2 separate regions of the Gossypium hirsutum genome follow, and region 2 is linked to region 1. Evidence: chromatin contacts called from public Hi-C data. All regions are on one chromosome and are shown on one strand. The core of a region is the stretch at or near the end of the contact, and the rest is flanking DNA. Distances in the headings are between cores, read along the strand shown. Region 1 has its middle 22 kb from the start of LOC107897941. Region 2 holds the start of LOC107897064 (repetitive proline-rich cell wall protein 2).

What was found. Hi-C and Micro-C count contacts between places; a contact is called where the count stands out from the background.
Region 2: a Hi-C map of leaf shows a contact between it and region 1, with 2.7 times the contacts expected there. The contact joins the promoter of LOC107897064 here to the enhancer-like site in region 1. A contact is called at or near these places in 4 of 34 Hi-C or Micro-C datasets (hypocotyl, leaf and petal).

Annotation. Positions count from the first base shown.
Region 1 is chrA10:33,298,572-33,303,757 of Gossypium_hirsutum_v2.1, forward strand. No RefSeq gene overlaps it. Among protein-coding and RNA genes, the nearest start is that of LOC107897941, 22 kb to the right of the region's middle. Within about 2 kb of position 2,505, at least 9 of the 9 cell types and tissues checked have an H3K27ac peak or open chromatin away from gene starts, as enhancers often do. A contact at or near this core is called in hypocotyl and leaf, where this site is marked.
Region 2 is chrA10:33,860,521-33,865,706 of Gossypium_hirsutum_v2.1, forward strand. It overlaps LOC107897064 (repetitive proline-rich cell wall protein 2), which reads left to right and starts at 2,601. Exons shown (of 1, transcript XM_016822404.2): 1 at 2,601-3,404. The coding sequence starts at 2,626. The coding sequence ends at 3,225.

The sequences.
Region 1 (5,186 bases), core at 1,255-3,754:
TTTTCATCATCAAACAACAAAAATCACCAACCATCAACAATGGCACAATTCAAAATATTCATCAAAATCAAAAACTCAAGCATGGGTTTTGTAGTACTCAAAACAACGATCTAAAAACGTAGAAATTATCAAAAACCGACAAAGAACGAACCTTGATTTTAGCTTGGAAGATGGCCGAACTAGGTTTCTTCTCTTTTCTTTGTTTTTTAGTTTCGGCTATGGTGGAAAGAAAGTATGAGCACTATAGTTTTTATGCTATATTTTATGATATATATTAACTTTTATTATTAGTTTCCTAATTTACCCTTAATGACCTTATATTAAAACCATATTTTGTAAGCCTAATGCCGTCCATATTAAAACAAAGGGGTTATTTACCATTTGAAATCCTTCACTTATAAACCCAATAACAAATTAGTCTTTTACAAATTAAACTACCAAATTTTCTATTTATGCAATTAAGTCCTTTTATTAAATTGGACAACTAAACGACGAAATTAAATTACAAAAATTTCACAGATATAAATTCACACAAAATAAACACAGAAAATAATTTAAAAATATTTTTCTGACTTGGATTCGTGGTCCTGAAACCACTGTTCTGATTAGGGTCTAAATCGGGCTATTACACCACTACCTTTTTTAAAACAAGGCATGAAAACTGTCACTTCCTAGAGCCTTCAAGGGTGCCATATAAAAAAGAGCTAATGTAATTTCCTCATCTGTCACATCTATTGAGAATATTAAGGTTATTTTCTATAAGACATGAGAAAGCAATAGAAGGGAAATCCCTCTAAGGCCCTAGATGCACACCATACAGATTAGGGTAGAAAGTAACTGCTTCAAGCTTTAAAAGGTCATCATCCATAATCCACTCACCCAAGCTATTCTCGAAGGCAGTAATTCTATTTTGTTTGTGTCTTCTCAACTTGCGAGAGTGGAAGAATTTAGTGTTTCGGTCTCCCAAAACCAACCAATCACAGCGCGCCTTTTGTCGCCAAATAATTTCTTCATGATGGAGCATATTCTCCAATTCCTCTCTCACTTCCATCTCAACTTACTCAAGAAACTCTTAGTTCGATCTATCACGTTCAATCTCAATATGTTCCAACTTATAGGACAAGAGCTTTTTACGAGTAAAAATATGATCGTAAACCTCTTTGTTCCAAATCTTGACATGATCAGTGAACTTTGAATGCAAGGATGACATGCTCTCAGACATCCCCCAATTCTCTTTAACAAAATCAAAAAAGGGAAGGATGTTCAGTCCAACCGGCTAAAAATCTGAACGGCAGCCCTTTTGAAGTATGAACCTCAAGCGAAAGAGACAATTTTAGAGGCTTGTGATCAGATTTAAGCCGAGGTAAATGTGTCACCATAGAATTCGGGAAATTCGAGAACCAAGAAATATTACAAATAGCTCTGTCTAAGTGTTCAACAATCCCCTCTCTTTGCCAAGTGAACTACGACCCTTGAAAACCAAAATTTGGAGATGGGCAAAATCCATAAAATTACCAAAGAAAGGGCATCTTTTCCCTAAAGCACGCCCTCTTTTTTCTCGCTAGAGGAAAGAATGGCATTAAAGTCACAAATTGCCACCTACAGGGGCCTGTCCACTGGAATAGTATTATGCAAAACCTCCCATAAATGCCTCCTTTTCTAACTCTTGGGGCTGTCATACACAAAGGAGACAAAAAAGGCTAACTAAGAGAGCTATCAGTAACTTTGGCTAAAACAAATTGGAGGTGACTTTGGAGCACCTCCACATTAACCGTATCCTTCCAGCCAATCCAAATGCCCCCAGAAAAATCGACTACTTCCACACAATGAGAATTATGAAAATCGAGCTTGGCAATAACTAAGTCTGCTTTCTCCCTACTGACTCTAGTGTATAAAAGATTGACCAAATCAGGTATAACTTGCACATCCCTAAGAATTCCAAGAGAAAATAGTAAAATTCATAAAAAGAATAAAAAAGAAAAAGGACTGACCTTGTAATGGCGATCAAAAACTCAGACAATGTCAGAAGTGACATCGGATTTCTTTGTAGGAATTCTAGTTTACACAGTAATGAGCTCTGCCATAGAGCCCATAGCTTATGGAGAGAGACCCGTGAACTACTGGAAGGTTTGAATTTTCCCCCACGTCCACAAATAGATTTAAACGAAGCTTTCCCGTTATGACCATTTCCTTTCCTATTTTCAATACCATGTCTTTTAAGAATAATATGAGAATTCGAACGCATTTTAGAAATTGATTTAATAGTTGGCTTCTCATAAAAAGTAACAGCAGTATGTTTTTTTGGGTCAAGAGCATTGGAAATAATTCCCACATTAGCCTCAGGATGCTTTTCAAAAGTAGGATTGACATGCAAAGAAGTGGCAATGTCATTAGAAAAAGAAATAGGGGCTGATGGTTCAATATTCCTATGACCCGCTGCACCTTCTAAGCCCAGACTGGAGGTGAAAGGTGTTCGGCCTGTGTTCTGCTGAGGCCCAAGGCAAACCAACGAACTAGGACCCTGCAGCTGAAAGCCCAAGGCCGAAGTAGGCCCAGAACCAGCAGGCGCCAGGTCACCATCACGCGACGCAATCTGGGCATTTAAATCTAGCACTGGCCCGTGCTAACATTCCTTAAGTGTCCAGATTTATACCTAGCCCAGAGTTATTTTCGTAGCCTAAAATTCCACCATCAAAATTAATTCCAACCACTGATTCAAATTTTTTTCAGTATCTTTACCCTTCAGCTTTTTAAGGAAATCCCCTTGGATAAATTTAGCCATTCCAAGGTCCTTAGAAGGTGCCTCTAAATCTGATCTTAATGATTCAGTTGTCGTGGAAGCCAGTGCTTCAAATCTGGAACCTTCCAAATTACCATCTGAATTTTTTTCTTTTTGCCCCTGAATTGCATTCTGTTTTCTCCTAGATTTGCATTCGACCACCATCCATGGGCCAAAGGCTTCGCCCACCGTCGGTCGATCATCCTCCATCTTCGCCAGAGTTGAAACGCCGACCAAAGGACTTCTTGGATCTACTTCACCACCATGACCGCTTCGATCTACCAAAGAAGAAGGACAAATTTTTAAGGTGACCATATTTTCCACAGGAGAAACATACCTCGAGTAGAGCTTCGAATTCCACGTGTTAAAGACGGCCATTGACAAGCACTTAGGATGTAAATGGTTTCTCTAAATCAACAAAAATAGCCATTCTAGCGAATTGACCCCTTTTTCGATTGTCTGTTTTAATGTCGATTTTGAACACTCCTCCAATCAAACTTCCTATTTCCTTTAAAATCTTCCTATGGTATAGCAATCCCAGAAGACCCAAAAGCGAATCCAAGCCAACACACCGCAAAGGAGTAGTTTTGACAGATTGAAATCCACTGTCCACGGTTGAACCATGAGATAGTGACTAAACACAATCCAAGGGCCTTATGAAAGCGCCGCATCATAATCGGCTCTGCTTAGGAACCGAATGAGGTAATATCTGTTGGCAACATCCATAAGTCGGAAGGGTTGAGTAGGCTTCCAGAGGCTAGAGATATGATTATGCAAAGGCCCATATCCTATATTGCGCCCTAGCAGCTTGACCACCACAGTGAGTTCCATCCCTTTAATCAAGATTTTGTTAATGCGATCCAAGAAATCGATGGAAGGTATACCATTAAGGTTAGATCTACGAATATCACCATCTTTAAACACCAAATCAATTTTAGAGACATCATCAAGAGAGTTAGAAACTGATCCTCCTAGGAGTTTGTCCTTCCATGAAACTTCATTCACCGGAACGAGTCAACCACCATATTAGTCAAAGAGGCAAGACTTTCATCCTTGAACCGAACTTTTTTTGGTATTGCGATCAGTGCTGAAGTTCTCTCCATCACCAATCCGATCGTCAGGCAAAGATTCAACACATTTCATTTTTTTCCATTGATAAAATATATTGAACAATACATTTAAAAAGAAAATATAAATGTCAGTTGAGTTTTAACTAAATTGGTATTGATATTGTTGTTAACATAAGAGAACATGGATTCGAGTGTACTAAAGTTTATCATCCTCCAATTTAACAGTTTAGGAGGGATTATGAGTAATTTTAAATATTATAAAAAAATAATAAAAACTAGATTAATGTTAAAAAAGGAAAAATAAGAATTCAAAGTCTAAACATAAAAAATATATTTAATATTGAAAAATTATCGCATACATCCCTTGTAGAATTTTTTAGATGGTACGATCAAATTCAGAGTGTGACGAATATATTATAAATAAAATAAAAAAAATTTAACAAAATAAATATAATATTTGTCCTAACTCCACTAATTTGTAAAATTTAAAATCTCCGCAAAATAAATATACTTTTGTTATTATTATTTTGGATAAATGAATATGGCCCACCAATCATTTCTGTCGGAGTGCCGCTTTTGTTGACTTAGACTTCTCTTTCTTTCTCTCTTTCCTATGCTTTTGAAATCGCAAATGTGAACTTCAAATCCATCACAGTCAACAAATCATCCTAGGTGGACTAAAGTATTAGTACAGATGCGGGAAGATTATTTGACTCCAAAAATAATTAATACAACTATCACCATTACATGAATATATAAATATATTATTTTTTAATTATAATTATAAAATATCTTAAACTCCATGGATACATTATCATGATACAAAACATGAATTGTGAAGCCTAATATTCAGCATATATATTTTAAAAAATATCTACTATATTAATTAAATGGAGTTTTTAAATTTAACAAACAGTGATAACGATTAATAAGAACATTATGAATATAGTAAAATATAAAAAAATATTTTTTTTAAAAAGACACTTGATATTTTAAAATTGCTTATAAAATGAAAAGAAAATACACTACTAGCACTGAATACTAACCCCTATTTTTTTAAGAAATTACAATTATAATAAAATTATAATTATAGTTATATATTTCAGTAATTGTAATCATAATCAATCATTATAAAGTAACATCGAACTTTTTATCAAATATATTTAGATTTATACTATAATATTTTTAGACATAGTCCACGTGATGAGATTTAAGTCAAAATAAATAAAAAGATTATTTTTTAATATGTAGAATAAACAAATAAACAAAGCAAAATTATTTTTTTAATAAAAGAAGTATTGAAGCATGCCTTCAAACCATTAGAACACAAATATGGT
Region 2 (5,186 bases), core at 1,351-3,850, 560 kb after region 1:
CAAATTAATAATTTTTTAATGTTTACTTTATAGTATTATATATTACTATATATTGTATAATTGTTATGACCCTCTACTTGAGTACCCTCTATAATTTTTTTACCACATGTAAGGAGCTCGCATCCTTCTATGATGAAATTTCATAATGTGAGTTCACACTATCATATATGCGAACTCACATCATGCAAACACATGTTAACCCTAACATAGAGTATATGTCGACATGTATGGGAACCTACCTACGATGTCACAGCTATGAATAATAATAATATCATATAAATACACAATTTAACCCACTTGAAGGGGACACTCTCTTTAAAATACTCAACAATAATATATAAAAATATAATAAAATATATTATAAACATAAAACATGGGTAGGGTTGAGCCAGGTTTGGGCTTTGAATATTCGAGCCTGATGCCCACTGAAATTTTAAAAAAGCCTAATTCTTCGTCCAAATCTATTTTTCGAACCTAGTATTATTATCCAACCTCTTTTAAATTTTAAATAAAATAACCTTTAAACTTGAACAAATAACCTGACCATGAATAGTTGTGTTCTTTTTCTTAGCATTTTAGCCATTATTCACATAAAAACAAAGAATATGCATGTTTCTATTAGATGTAAAGGGGAAAAGAAAATTAAATGCTAGTTTAGATGTGCGGTATAGTGTAGTTTGTTTAGCTTACTTTTTGTCTCACACTATAATATTGCTATAGTAACTAATTTTACTATCCTCATTTTTTTTTATATTAACTGCAGGTAAACGCACCACCCATCTAAATCTATCTTAAATCAGGAATATGCTGGCTTTAAATCTATAAATAATTCTACGTGAATTGACTACTAGTAGGATAAGGCATTGATAAGAAGCTTTTTTTTGAACATGATCAGCTAAGGTACAATCAACAACAAGGTTAAAATATTACTTTTAATGCTATCAAGTGGTATTTTTTATGTTTTAACATATGAGTAAACAATAAAAAAAATTCAATTGATAATATTAAATCACTCTCATGATTTATTCTTAGTAAGAGGAGGAAATTTTCACCTATGTTAAAAGAGATTTTACTTTTTACAAGAACTTTTACACATATTTTTAATTTTAAGTTTAAACTTGTTTTAATTATTCTCTATTTTATATCTAATTGCTTTAATAAGTGCATATTAAGTAAACATTTTCTTCGTATTATTGTAGTAGTAACCAAACATAATATAAAAGTTAAAACAAAATCATTTTAGATTCAAATGAGAACTAGACAGAATTAGGTAATTGAAAAAAAAATAGGAAGGGAGAAAGAAAAGAAAAAAGGGTATTCATCATAGGCCATTACCAACAATTAATCTCACTTATAAATAACTAAGGAAAAAAGCAGGAAGGTGAGTGGTGATTGCTATGCCTGTGTGTGTAAGTTCTCAATTAGTAAGAATAGTTGCAGTGAAAAAGAAAGTTTTATGTCATGCACTACACTTTTATTATGCTTCTTGTAACAGTCCTAGACTTTTTTATAGAACATTAAAACAGTAACTTTGATCATATTTCTTTGAAATAAAGGTAGTGGATGAACACCTTATAATATGTTATTATCAAATCTCCAACTTTATACTGAGGCATTGTTTGAGATAGTTTCATGCCTCAGTTAAGCTCCTTATGTTTGTTCGGAAAGGCTGTTTTTGAGTGTAAATCAAGCAATGTATTCAGCATCTACAATATTTTCTTTAATTTCAGACAACATAGAATAATAATATAAATAAATAATAGTCTTCTAGTTAAAAATTGAGGAAAGATACCATCGTTTACAAAATAGAATGGTAAAAAATTTGAATTTTGCTTAATTAAAATTTAGGGTTTTAAATTTCTTAAATAAAAAAAATCAATATTAATAAAGCTTTACTCCTATTTAAAATTGGGATCCGATTCAGCTTTAAATTTAATTTAATCATAATGTAATTATTAGATATTGCAAGTACAAAAAAAGAAAAAGAAAAAGGTAAACTATCTAAATAGTGGTTATTTTTATTTTAATCACTTCAGAAAAGAAATTTATCAAATTTATCACTCCAATAACTACAAGACTAATGGTACATTTTCACATATTATTTTAGGGGGTGACTAAATTAAAAACTATCATTATTTAAAGTGTCTAATGGATAAATTTTCTTAATTTTAGAGTGATTAAATGACAATGCACAGTCAACATTAATGGTGGAATTATCAATCCTTTTTCTGAACAGATAAAATTAATAAAAGAATTTTTGAAAAACTGAGAAGGAAAGATAACTAACATCTCATAGTTATCAATCGAATTTGGTTGTAATTATCCTATGGAAATGAATTACTTAGAAATAGGGGCAAACCTAGCCTCTAAGGAGGAGAGGCAAATAAAGCTGGGAAAGTCACACTTGTATATATTGTTTAATGATGAATTGAGCCTCGTATCCATAGTAAAAAAAATTTCAACTAAGTGGGACCTAAAAGGCCCTACCAACACTTATGTATTAATAAAAAATTTACTATAGCCGACTACTTCAAAAACTGAAAAAACAAGTGAAATATTGACACCCAGACTCATTTACCACTATAAAAGGATCCCATTGCACCATCCAAAGACAAGAATTCAGTGATGGCTTTCACATACTTGCTAGTATTGTTCCTTGGAGTTGTGGTTGTCACCACTCCCTCCTTCGGTAACTACGAGCCACCCAACTATGGCAAACAACCAAAGAAGCCAGAACCGAAGTCACCCAAGCCTCCTGTGCATGAACTTCCAAAGAAGCCTCCAACGTATAAACCTACGCCATCAATCCATGAACCTCCAAAGAAGCCTCCAATGTATAAACCTAAACCACCACTCCATGAACTTCCAAAGAAGCCACCGATTCATGAACCTAAACCACCAAAGCCACCAGTTCACGAACCTCCAAAGAAAGAGAAACCAGAACACAAGCCACCAATATATGAACCTCCGAAGAAACCACCAGTCCGTGAACCTTCAAAGAAGCCTCCAGCGTATAAACCTAAACCACCAGTTCATGAACCTCCAAAGAAGCCACCGATGCATGAATCTAAACCACCAAAGCCACCAATCCACGAACCTCCAAAGAAAGAGAAACCAGAACCCAAGCCACCAGTTTATGAACATCCAAAAAAACCACCTTCTGGTCACTATCCAGGACACCCTCCATTGGAGAAGCTCCCATCACCTAGCCATCCGAAGAACTGAGCCACTTCTATGGCTATATAGATAGATCAGTACTTACAAATAAGAGCGGCGGCCAGCTCGTTCCATTTTCTTGTATGCCATTGTTATCATGTAATGTTTTCTTTGTATGTTAATCCTCTTGTTGTTGAATGAGCATATTCTGGTTCAGTTTATATGCGAAATGCTAAATAGAATTCTCATCGATATGTGCTTTTTTGGCCATTAAAAAGGACATTGGGTTGAACTCAACTTTTTCTTTTGTTCCACAACGTACATGTAGAGAAAAAGGTGGTAAAAAACACATTGAAGCAGTGATTGAGGATTGTTGCAATGACCAATAATATTACATAGAGTTACAGCATTTCTAGAATCCCAGCAAATTTTGTCATGCGGTCATGAAATAGGAAGGAAACAAAAGGAATCACTCGTGAAATTACAGAATTATATAAGCACTGGTTAAATGTATTTTAAGAAGAAAATATTCCTGTAAGGCCCAAAATTTGTCCGGCCCAAAACCAAACTAAACCCAATTAACCCTAAGCCCAATTAACAGGCCCAGACCTAAACAAACTTTCAGCTAGGCAAATATCGAATAGACCTGTCTTAGGTTGTTAAAGAAACTGATACCTCATAACAGTCCCAAACCTAGAGATTTTTGTTTAGGGGGTAAAAGTGAAATTAAAGTTGTTGCTTGAATGTATTTATTTATATGAAAAGGTGGTTAAAGTTAATATTTTTAATATATATATATATAAATGATTAAGTTAGATTATTTGTCTATTTTGATGGCTCAATTTGAATAGTTTTCATTTTAAAAAAACATTGATAAATTTGGATATAGTTTTTAATTTTAAAATTTTATTTATTTAAATTTAGTTGAAAGAATATCTTTGGGCTAAACTTTCACTATTTGCATACATTATAACTCAACAAGTGAATAATTTTATTCGAAAACATTATATATATAAGGAGTATTACGATTTTATTTTTTAAAAAGTTATTTATAATTTATAATTTTTTTTTGAAAAATTTCATTATAGATTTTGATAATATATACCTCTTTTAACATAATATGTGGAACTACTCATAGCCCCTCACCTCATAAATGTGAAGATAATGCGTTTTAGCGCACTACCAATTGAGCTTAGACTCAATCGACATATAATTTTTAAGTTAAATTTGTAGGTTTGATCTTTTAGTATATATATATTTAATATTCTTTAATATTGTATAATTAAAGGGTTAGTGCTCACAAACAAAATATTTTATATTTAATTATAAGTTTATTTATAATTTCATAAATTATTTGTTAAATCATTTAGAAAGATGCAAGTTTTATTAATAAAATTATTATTTTCTTATAAACTGAGCACATTAATTAAACATATACATTTATGTGAGAAAGAAAATGAATGTTTAAATAGTTGTAAAGTACTATAAAATGAAAATCAGAAAGTAACTAACAAAACTTAGTCTTGATGATTGTCATAGTAAACTTGTGGCATTATAACATCAAATTATGATAAACTAATTACCTAATTACTTTTAGATTATTATTTGGGGGCACCATCTATCTTTTTAATTTTAAATGTCAATTTTCAACCTCTTTTGTAAAATTAATCAATCTATCAATTAATTATTTATAACTTTTATCAGTATAGTTTAAAATGGTTTCAATCCTCATAAAATATAGAATTATATAATAATAACAAAAATTATTCAATTCTATTTTTTTTCTAATTTAAAACTTCTTTAGTTCTAATCTAAGAAATTTATTGTGTGAGCACAAAAATTGATATAGAATATGTTTATAATCCTTTGATTTTATAATGATAAATATAATAAGTAATAAATTTCAAAATTTTTACATTCGTATTCTATTAATATATTTTCACATGTTTAATTTAAGGTGTATATCTAAATAAATTTTCACATGTAGGACGTATGTGCATGTCATTTTTTGTGCAAATGTATAACTTTAT